Regions from separate parts of the Mus musculus genome. Here all the other regions are linked to region 2. Evidence: chromatin contacts called from public promoter capture Hi-C data. All regions are on one chromosome and are shown on one strand. Each heading gives the region's core, a stretch centred on a gene start, on an enhancer-like site or on the middle of the called end of the contact. The rest is flanking DNA. Distances are from core to core; before and after follow the strand shown. Region 1 holds the start of Cops2 (COP9 signalosome subunit 2). Region 2 holds the start of Cep152 (centrosomal protein 152). Region 3 holds the start of Secisbp2l (SECIS binding protein 2-like).

Region 1 (2,810 bases), core at 219-2,718, 230 kb after region 2:
GAAATCACCAAGCATCTACTATGACTCTCCAGTCACAGCACTTCCTTCTGCAAAATATGTCTTTCTGTAAAATGAAAACCTTTTTTAAAAATTGCAAATGATTTACAGATTCATCTATACAAAGATGTTACACCATTACCTCAAAATAAAAATATTAATGCTTTGAGAATGTGACACTTAAAAGAAAAGAGGGCCTGGAGAGATGGCTCAGAGGTTGAGAGCACTGACTGCTCTTCCAGAGGTCCTGAGTTCAATTCCCAGCAACCACATGTGGCTCACAATCATCTGTAATGGGATCTGGTGCCCTCTTCTGGTGTGCCTGAAGACAGTGTACTCATATACATAAAATAAATAAACCTCAAAATTAAAAAAAGAAAAGAAAAGAAAAGAAAAAAGACGACCCAGACTTCTCCAAGCATGTACACCACAGCTTGCACTATCATCGGATTTTTCTAAAAACCGAACAATTGCTTCCCAATTAAGAAACAAAACTGACACTAATTTTGGGATCAAGATAATTTTCTTAGTTCTTACACAGGCATGCGTTTTGGACTATCAACATAAATCATGGGGTACAGTTTAAAACCTGTAAATCCATTCACAATTAAACCTTAAATGGAAAAGAAATCACCAATCAAACTAGGCAAGTTTGTTTACTTTTATGCCATTGATGATTCAAACACGGATGCTGGGAAATTTCTTAAATCAAGGAAAAAGATCATTGGTTCCAATTCCCTTAACCCCTACCTTTCCCCAGTCCAACCAAACAAAAAGCAAATCTTTCTTCGGAGCTTGTCATGTTTTAGAGGACGGGACGAGTCGTTTAACTACTCCTCCTACTCTTGCTCTGAGCCTTAACCTGGGACCCAAACTGACCCTGGGCGAGACTCTTAGGCTGTTTTGGGGGAGACTCCCGAGTTTCGCAGTCAGGTCTGGGAGCAGGATGGACCACCCCCCTCTTCCAGTTTTCACTCTTCCAGCATCTGGCACCGGCTCAGGTCCAGAGTGGAGAAGAGATGGGCCCCCTAGGGCCCAGACCTAAGCGCCGGGCCGTGGAGGCTCGGTGGCGGGCAGAGAGGCGCCGAGAACCGGCCGCGGCCAGTCACCCGCGCTATCCCTGGGCCCAGCGTCCAGGGCGGCCCCGCCGCCTCTCTCCCTCTCTTCCCAGGCCCCACAGGCCCGCGACGCCAGGCGAGGAGGGAAACCTGTCCCTGGGCAGGGCGGAACCGGGCCGACGAGCCCCGGGAGGGAGCTGCAGCCTCTCGGCCTTGGCACCACCGCCACATCCCACTTCCAGCCCCCGCCCGCTCCCTGCGCCTCACCAGGTCGTAGTCCTCCTCATCATCGCACATGAAATCATCCTCCATGTCAGACATCTTGGCCGGAGGGGGGAGGGGGAGAGGAGAAATTAGAGACAGCCTCCTCCCACAGTGCTCCGCGGCCCAGAAGCGTCACTCCCGAGTCTCCTCGTCTTCCGGTCTCTCCAGGAGAAGATAAAGCTCATTCCGGAACTAAAGCGCTCGACCCTGAGATGATTTACTACGGCTCCCAAAGGGAGGGCACAGCCGGCTCTTCCTGAGCGACAGTTTGTGTCTTAGCAACTAAGCGTAGCAACTACGAAATCGGGCGTTGCGGGTCCTATCTGAGGGGCTTCGAAAACCTTCTAGCTGTATCCAGCGTCCTAGGTGAGGGAACTGTCTCCTTCCTTGCCTGGGACTCTGGAACCGTCTGTTTCTAATGAAACATGCCCGACCTATCTGAAAGGTAGCGTGCCTCTACCATTGTTATCTATGTGTTTTCTTTCAACACCCTGTAGTGGTGTTTTTACAGTGGTGTATTTACAGCAACACAATTGTCTAGTAAAGTTATGTTTGTAGTTAACAAAAACAGTTCTGTGGATATCCCGGTTTGGATATGCACTAATCAATTGTTCAATTATTTAATGAATCACAAACGTGCATTAACTGCTTTTAGGATGAAATGAAAGTAACAGTTGGTGACAGATTTTTTAAAAATGCATTGTCGCAGAAAACCATTAGAGTTCAGAGTGAAGAAAAATGTGGAAATAAGGCAATCCCCCTTTTTGGAGAAACCTTCCAAATTCTGTACACAAATGCTATAAAGTTATAAAGTAGATATAGGTTAGAATTTAGGCCCAATTGTTATCTATACAGATGAATTAAACATGCCCAAATTACCAAAGGTAAAAACAAAAAAACAAAACCAAATCAAACAAAATTACCTGATTTTATCTTCATCATGCACAGCTGATGTTGAGCACAGTTCAGCATTAACATTCACACCTTCGGGTTGAATCCTTACAGACCCCGCTTGGCTGTGCTCCAGTGACTTCTGAAGTTGTACCTGATGTCATTACCAGCTTTTCTCTGAATCCACTGGAGAACAGGATACTTTTGGTTTTGTTTCTAAGCCAGAAATTGCTTGGTTCTAAAAATCTTGTCAGAAGACGTTAAGGTCAACGATTGTATTATTTTTATATTGAAAACACTGTGAACACAATTTATAGCTGTACATTCAGAATGTTAAAAAATAAGTCTTCAAACGATTTTGCATTGTATATCATTAACATTGATTTTTTTTTCTTTTTTTATGTTTTGAGCTGGGGGAAGAACTTAGCCTTGTGTGTGTTAGGTAAATGTTCTATTGCTGGGCTATCCCTCTAGCCTAACACCTAATTGTTACTTAGGAAAATATTAGAAGAAGGAATTTCAGATGGCTTAAAGAAGTAACCATTCAAGGAAACATCATTTTGGTCACAGTTTTCTAGCAATAATATCACCTTTCTTATA
Region 2 (2,700 bases), core at 23-2,522:
TTCTCTTACACCTCTGACCCAGCTTGTCAATACTTGTCTGACAATACTTGTCAGCACTGTCCCTGGTAGTTTTTGGTCACCCCCTTCCACCCCCTCACATAGAGGGAAAAATATTTACTTGTTTTGTGAGCAAACTTTAGTGTATATTTTCCTTTCCAAAAATATTTATCATCATCATCATCATTATGAGTGAATATATCCATTGGGTCACAGGCCTTAGGATTCCCCTGGAGCCGGAGTCACACGTAGTTGTGACCTATACAATTTGGGTGCAAGAAATGAACTCACAGCCTCTTGCAAGAGCATTGACAATCTCTTAACTGCTGAAACTATTATCTACTCCCACCGGAGTAGATAGGGTCTTTAGGCAGATCTCTTTTTATTTGTTTACATTCCAAATTGTTTGTTTGTTTGTTTGTTTGCATCCCAAAGGATGTAATATGGCTGTAAGCAATTAAGAACTGAAGATCCTCAGCTCTGGCAGCTGTGCAATCGTAACTGCTTCCGTTTCTTTAGTAATGAAACGGTGAAAACATCATAGGTGTGGGAAACCTTACAACTCCCGGATAAGGACTCCGCCCTCCTCTAGATGCCTGCTCCATCCAAAGTGCATTCTGGCCACTTCCAGAGCGCATGGCTTATATCCTTTGCTTGTGGCTTCAAACTTCAGCCTTTATTTACATGCAAACAATCAAGAATTGTGAAGCTACGAAGTGAAATTCAGCTTAAATCACACTGAAAAATGCATGACTACAAGATGGACTAAATGTAATTGCCCTGGGAGTTAGAAAACTGCACGCACTAGCTTACACACTAACTTCTCTTACAGGGTGGAAACAGCCAGAACGCAACAGTCTATTTTAGACACTTTCCAAATCCTGTTCCTACTACAAAGAGTACGGAGGGAGGGGGCAATGACAATCTCTTGAGCTCGGTAGTACCGATAGCAGCATGGAAAACCAAGGTGAGCAGAAGACAGTAACCCCAAAATACAGGAAGCCCCCTCGACTGGGTGTACTCACGCAGCGCCCTTACCAAAGAACTGGGCCCGGGGTCCAAGAACCACGGGCGCGCACAGGTCTGCCGATGGGACGCCCAGGCTGAAGATCGAGAAGGGAGCCAGCAAGCACAGCCCCGGTGTAGGAGACTCGAACGCGGGTCCCGATCCCGCAGCCGCCAGCCTGGCCGGGAGACCGCAGTCACCTCCCGCAACCCGCAACCCGCTGCCCTGACTTCCAGCCGCGAGCACCTTCCCGGTTACACCCTAGCCCGCGAACCCCGCCACTCGACGAGCAGCCGCCTCCTCCAATCGCCGCCGCTGCTCGATGGGCCTGACGGCTGGGCGGAGCTATGGGGCGGAAAACCCGCCTCCCACAAGGTCGGTTGAGAAGTCGCCCGCAGTTGCAAGAGCGCGGCTGTTCGAAGAGGGCGCCAGTGGCGGCGGGAAGCTTCCCGGAGCCTCCATTGGGGAAATAGTGAGCCAATCACAAAAGCCTCCTAGAGGACTACGGTTGCTTAGATACGGCGGACTGTTTGCCCTCCCAGAGGTTAGCTAGGACATTCCTTTTTTTCCCCTTACACGTCTAAGTTTCATCCAATGGCCCTTTTTGCTCTCTGAAGTGCCACTGCCAGCCCTGGTCGTTGTTAAATTTGGCATCATCTTCAGACTTGGCTGGTTAAGATTTGTGTTTCTTTACTGATAAAACTGGAGGAGCTCCCAGGTGCCTCCTCCCTAAAACTCGAATTTCCGCGAATGTTCTTAGATGTTAGCCTGTCGTTAAATCCCATTATATCATCGAACTTGGAGATCGCAAACACAATGGATAAATATCACTTTGGCTGTTCAATTTTAATGTGTGTCTCTTGATTGGCTTGTTGAGGGTGGCTGGACCTGGCATGTTCGAGACCTGAGTTCTGGAACAGTTGCTGTCTCTGGCTTCTTTGGTAAGAAGGGCTCTAGTGCATGCCAAGAACTTGGTGACTTGGATGCCCACATCTTTTTAAATCTTTCCCCTGTGTACCGTGTGGAGTAAGATACTTGTCCAAGGCTCTTCCAAATCTGGCTGTTTGCTAAGTCTGCCACCTGCATCCTATCCTTGTACGGCTGACATTGACCCTCAGCTAGGGGTCTGATACAGAATAAGAGCTTGAGTGAGAGAAACAGAACCAAGTCACAAGGCTGCACTACCAATAGTTCTGGGATGGCTCCTGTTTCCCCTCCTCCCACCCCATCTCCTGGGCTGCTTTTCGAGTCAATTGCCCCACCTCTCACCCACTCAGCCCTCGAAACACATGACGTCACTCAGTGGAACTGGATCTCCCTACCACTGTACACAGGGTGCATACCGACCCCAAGAGAAGATGGATTTCTCTTCTACTACGATCTGTTACCGTGTGTCTGCTTCACTGGTAGAACAATATGAACGTCTTGGGGGTATTCACTTGAGCATTTGTCTTCATGTTTCATGGCCCATGCTAGGCACTCAAAACAACTGTGTTAACTCATTAGTGAATAAATGAAGGAATGGGCAAATGAAGATGTTGGTCAAGAAAAGACTAATGAAAGGCCTTCGGGGAAATGGCACTTGTCGAAGGTGATCCAAGTATCGGCTAATGAGAAAGATATGTCCAGTGCCCCATGCTGAGGTCTACGATGCAATAGTGCATGAGAATGGCAGGGGACATAGGGGGATAACTTGC
Region 3 (2,801 bases), core at 257-2,756, 160 kb after region 2:
CTCTCAGATTTCCAAGAATTTAAGTACATGGTGGAGTTTGTGGAATGACAGAAGAGGATACTCTCTAGATAATCTGCTACACTTGCTCTTAGGGTAATCACATGAGGAGTGCCATGCTAAATGTTACCATCTAACCAGGTAATTACATTTCCTCTAAGATGAAAGGAGACATAAGTGAGTATACATATGCATTAGTGCTTCCAGAGTGCCCAGGACGGACAAAAACATCCCACCCTTTCATTAGAGACACACGCGCAAGGAAATTTCCTTTTCCTTCGTCAAGGCTGGAAATCTCAGGTTCCTTTTTCAGAATTACTCTCAAAAACAATGTTTTAATAAATTCACTACATACTGTAACATAATACTCCGGGCCACAGTGAAGTGTGTATTTTCCAAGTGGTCCCACATCAATTTTCTCTTGGTAATTGGTGTTCTTTAATAAAAATAAACTTCTAATCTCTGGAAGATTTGCTTTCCTTTTTAAATCTGTGTGGTAAGGTCCTGTGGAAAGTGCTGAGAGAGGAGAAATCTTTCATAAGAGGTCTAGGATAGAATGGACAATACGACAAGAATCAACAACAGAAACGGCGAAGTGTTCAAAATTAGAAAGCTGTGTTTTGGCTTGAAAAGTGTGCGATTCAAAACCAAAACTGTCGTTAACTATGTATAAACAGAAACTTGGGAGATGGTATCTCATTTACTCGAGTTAATTAACTATTCGCAAAACTAACAGGCAAGTCACCAGTGTTCTCCTTTCAACTATGTGACTAACTGACCAAGGTCCTGGTAGAGGGAAATTGACAGCGAACAAAAATCACACTCAGTCAAATTAAGTCGTTTCCAGGGAAGCTGTAAAATACTGGGGAGGAGGAGGAAGCATGACACTATTCTTCTAAGTTATTTTTCACCCTGCCATTAGCCCTTCCTCCCAACTCTTCCAGAAAGAATTCGATGCAATCAAAACACTAACAGACCACTAATGGAACTACTGTGCGAATACGAATATGGACTCAACTTGAACTCTTGCTCCATTTTAAAAGAATAATTATTTGCAAAGTAACTAGACAGGAAAACAAGGGTAAACCACGGTAGTCTCTTCATAAAAGAAATACACTCCAGACTGCTGCAAGGGCAACGCTGTCGCCGCTGAGCTCCGCCGGTCCACCTCCCCCGGCCTTTCAGCTTCGGCGGCCTGCCGGCCCGGAGGCCCGAGAGCAGCCCGGGCGCTTGCGTACCTGCTCGGCCGGCGCTCGGTCCATGGCGCCGGCGACAGGCGCCGGCTCTAGTCGGTGTGCGCAGCGCCGCGGGCCGCTTTCTCCATGGCCCCCCGCTCGGTCCCGCCGGGCTCGGTCCACTCCGCACAGCCGGCCGGACGCCGACTCGGCTACGCCACTGGCTGGGGAGGCGGCTCCAGCTCAAGGCGGGGGAGGCGGCGGCCGCCCCGGGGAGGGATCATCTGGGACGGAAGCCGAGCGGGACCGAAAGGGCGGAGGCGCAGTAGGAAATGGAGATACGCAGGGGCGGGGATGGCCGAGGAGCGACGGGGGCGGGGGGAGGGGGGTGGCTAGCGGGCAGCCAAGGCCAGGGGCACTGCCTGGTTGGGTTACTCCTCCCACTCCCACCTAGGCAGGTTGGGCTGCCTGGAACTCAGGACGCATGTGTTCACTTTGCCGGGACCTCAGAGACTGCTCAGAAGGCAAAACCTACTCAGGATATTGGAAGAGCTTGTAGCTGCTCACTAGTCCTGTGATCCTGTCAGTACTCTAAAAGAATGAAAAGAACGAACAATCTTGCCCTTTGAAAATTGCACAAATAAATTGCATACACAGAGTAGCAGCCATAGGTAAGAAGCCCTGTTAAAAAATCTCCACAAATAATGATTAATTAATGTTATTGTCCCGGTTCCAGACTCACATCTAGCCTCAACTCCAGGCTGATTTTGCCCATTTCGAACCCTATTTTTACCCAAAACCTGCATAACTACCCAAGAAGAGATTATCTTCTCCTCTGCTTTCCCCATATGGTTAAGAATTGTTCCTTTTAATCTCCAGGTCATCAGCTCCTTAAAGACTAGAGTTTGCCTTGAAACTAAACCCTACTGGTAGATTCCCTCTGGGGAGTTAGACAGCCTCCAACACACACAAGCTCTCCACAAGAGTTCTGGCTTGATAACGTCGGTCAGCTGAATTATATATACTTCAGTGAAGAAAGAGAGTAGAGTTGGCTGCTGTTAGGGTCACTGGCCAGGGGATCTATGTCTGGAAAAGGGAAAAGGATATCTAAGAAATCTGCTTCGTCATCACGCTTTGGGAGATGTTCATAAAGCCTTTTCAGTTAATCCAAGTCTGTAAGGAGAGAGTGGTCTGTAAAGATCCTGGCTATGTTAGTGTGGAAGCTGTATTTCTGCCAGCTTAAATGAATGCATTTTGTCTACAGGACATATGAAGGCTGGTCTGCAAACCACATGATGGAGAAACACTTATGCCTGTACATGAGAGTTTCGTGCATTTGGTTTTGTTTTTCCACTGTATGCACACTTTTATTTCAGTTGCACATGCATTTGTGTTGAAAATGTGTGAGCTGTGTAATGTCAGATTCCTTAGAGTCTATTACAAACCCTTGCTCAGGATTCAATGGCTGCAGAAGAAATTTAAGGCTGATCCACAAAGCAAAGCTATTTATACAGGGCAGTTACATAAGCCACAGCGGCTCACCCTCCTTTCTGACAGCAAGATGAGATGAGCTGTGCCCCTACCGGTGGTCTTTAGCTGCAAGACACCCAGCCTGAGTTAAAAAGTCAT

The links. Promoter capture Hi-C pulls out the DNA fragments that hold promoters and counts their contacts. Capture Hi-C pulls out chosen DNA fragments and counts their contacts.
Region 1: a contact with region 2 is called in a promoter capture Hi-C map of liver. The contact joins the promoter of Cops2 here to the promoter of Cep152 in region 2. A contact is called at or near these places in 11 of 39 promoter capture datasets (the C10 cell line, cranial neural crest, erythroid cells and 7 more), 1 of 15 datasets of contacts at CTCF or cohesin (pro-B cells), 10 of 484 Hi-C or Micro-C datasets (CD4 T cells, the G1E-ER4 cell line, embryonic stem cells and 4 more), 11 of 115 datasets of contacts at active chromatin or transcription factors (the SCID.adh cell line, bone marrow-derived macrophages, effector CD8 T cells and 5 more) and 4 of 9 other capture datasets (adipose tissue, liver, macrophages and 1 more).
Region 3: a contact with region 2 is called in a promoter capture Hi-C map of fetal liver, with 3 times the contacts expected there. The contact joins the promoter of Secisbp2l here to the promoter of Cep152 in region 2. A contact is called at or near these places in 17 of 39 promoter capture datasets (3T3-L1-derived adipocytes, the C10 cell line, the HPC-7 cell line and 10 more), 6 of 484 Hi-C or Micro-C datasets (B cells, the G1E-ER4 cell line, embryonic stem cells and 2 more), 5 of 115 datasets of contacts at active chromatin or transcription factors (the SCID.adh cell line, effector CD8 T cells, embryonic stem cells and 2 more) and 3 of 9 other capture datasets (adipose tissue, liver and pancreatic islet).

Annotation. Positions count from the first base shown.
Region 1 is chr2:125,857,614-125,860,423 of GRCm38.p6, forward strand. It overlaps Cops2 (COP9 signalosome subunit 2), which reads right to left and starts at 1,469. Exons shown (of 13, transcript NM_009939.3): 1 at 1,323-1,469. The coding sequence starts at 1,376. It also overlaps a transcript of Galk2 not described here.
Region 2 is chr2:125,623,841-125,626,540 of GRCm38.p6, forward strand. Cep152 (centrosomal protein 152) reads right to left here and starts at 1,273. Exons shown (of 28, transcript NM_001081091.1): 1 at 1,036-1,273.
Region 3 is chr2:125,781,364-125,784,164 of GRCm38.p6, forward strand. Secisbp2l (SECIS binding protein 2-like) reads right to left here and starts at 1,507. Exons shown (of 18, transcript NM_177608.3): 1 at 1,236-1,507. The coding sequence starts at 1,259.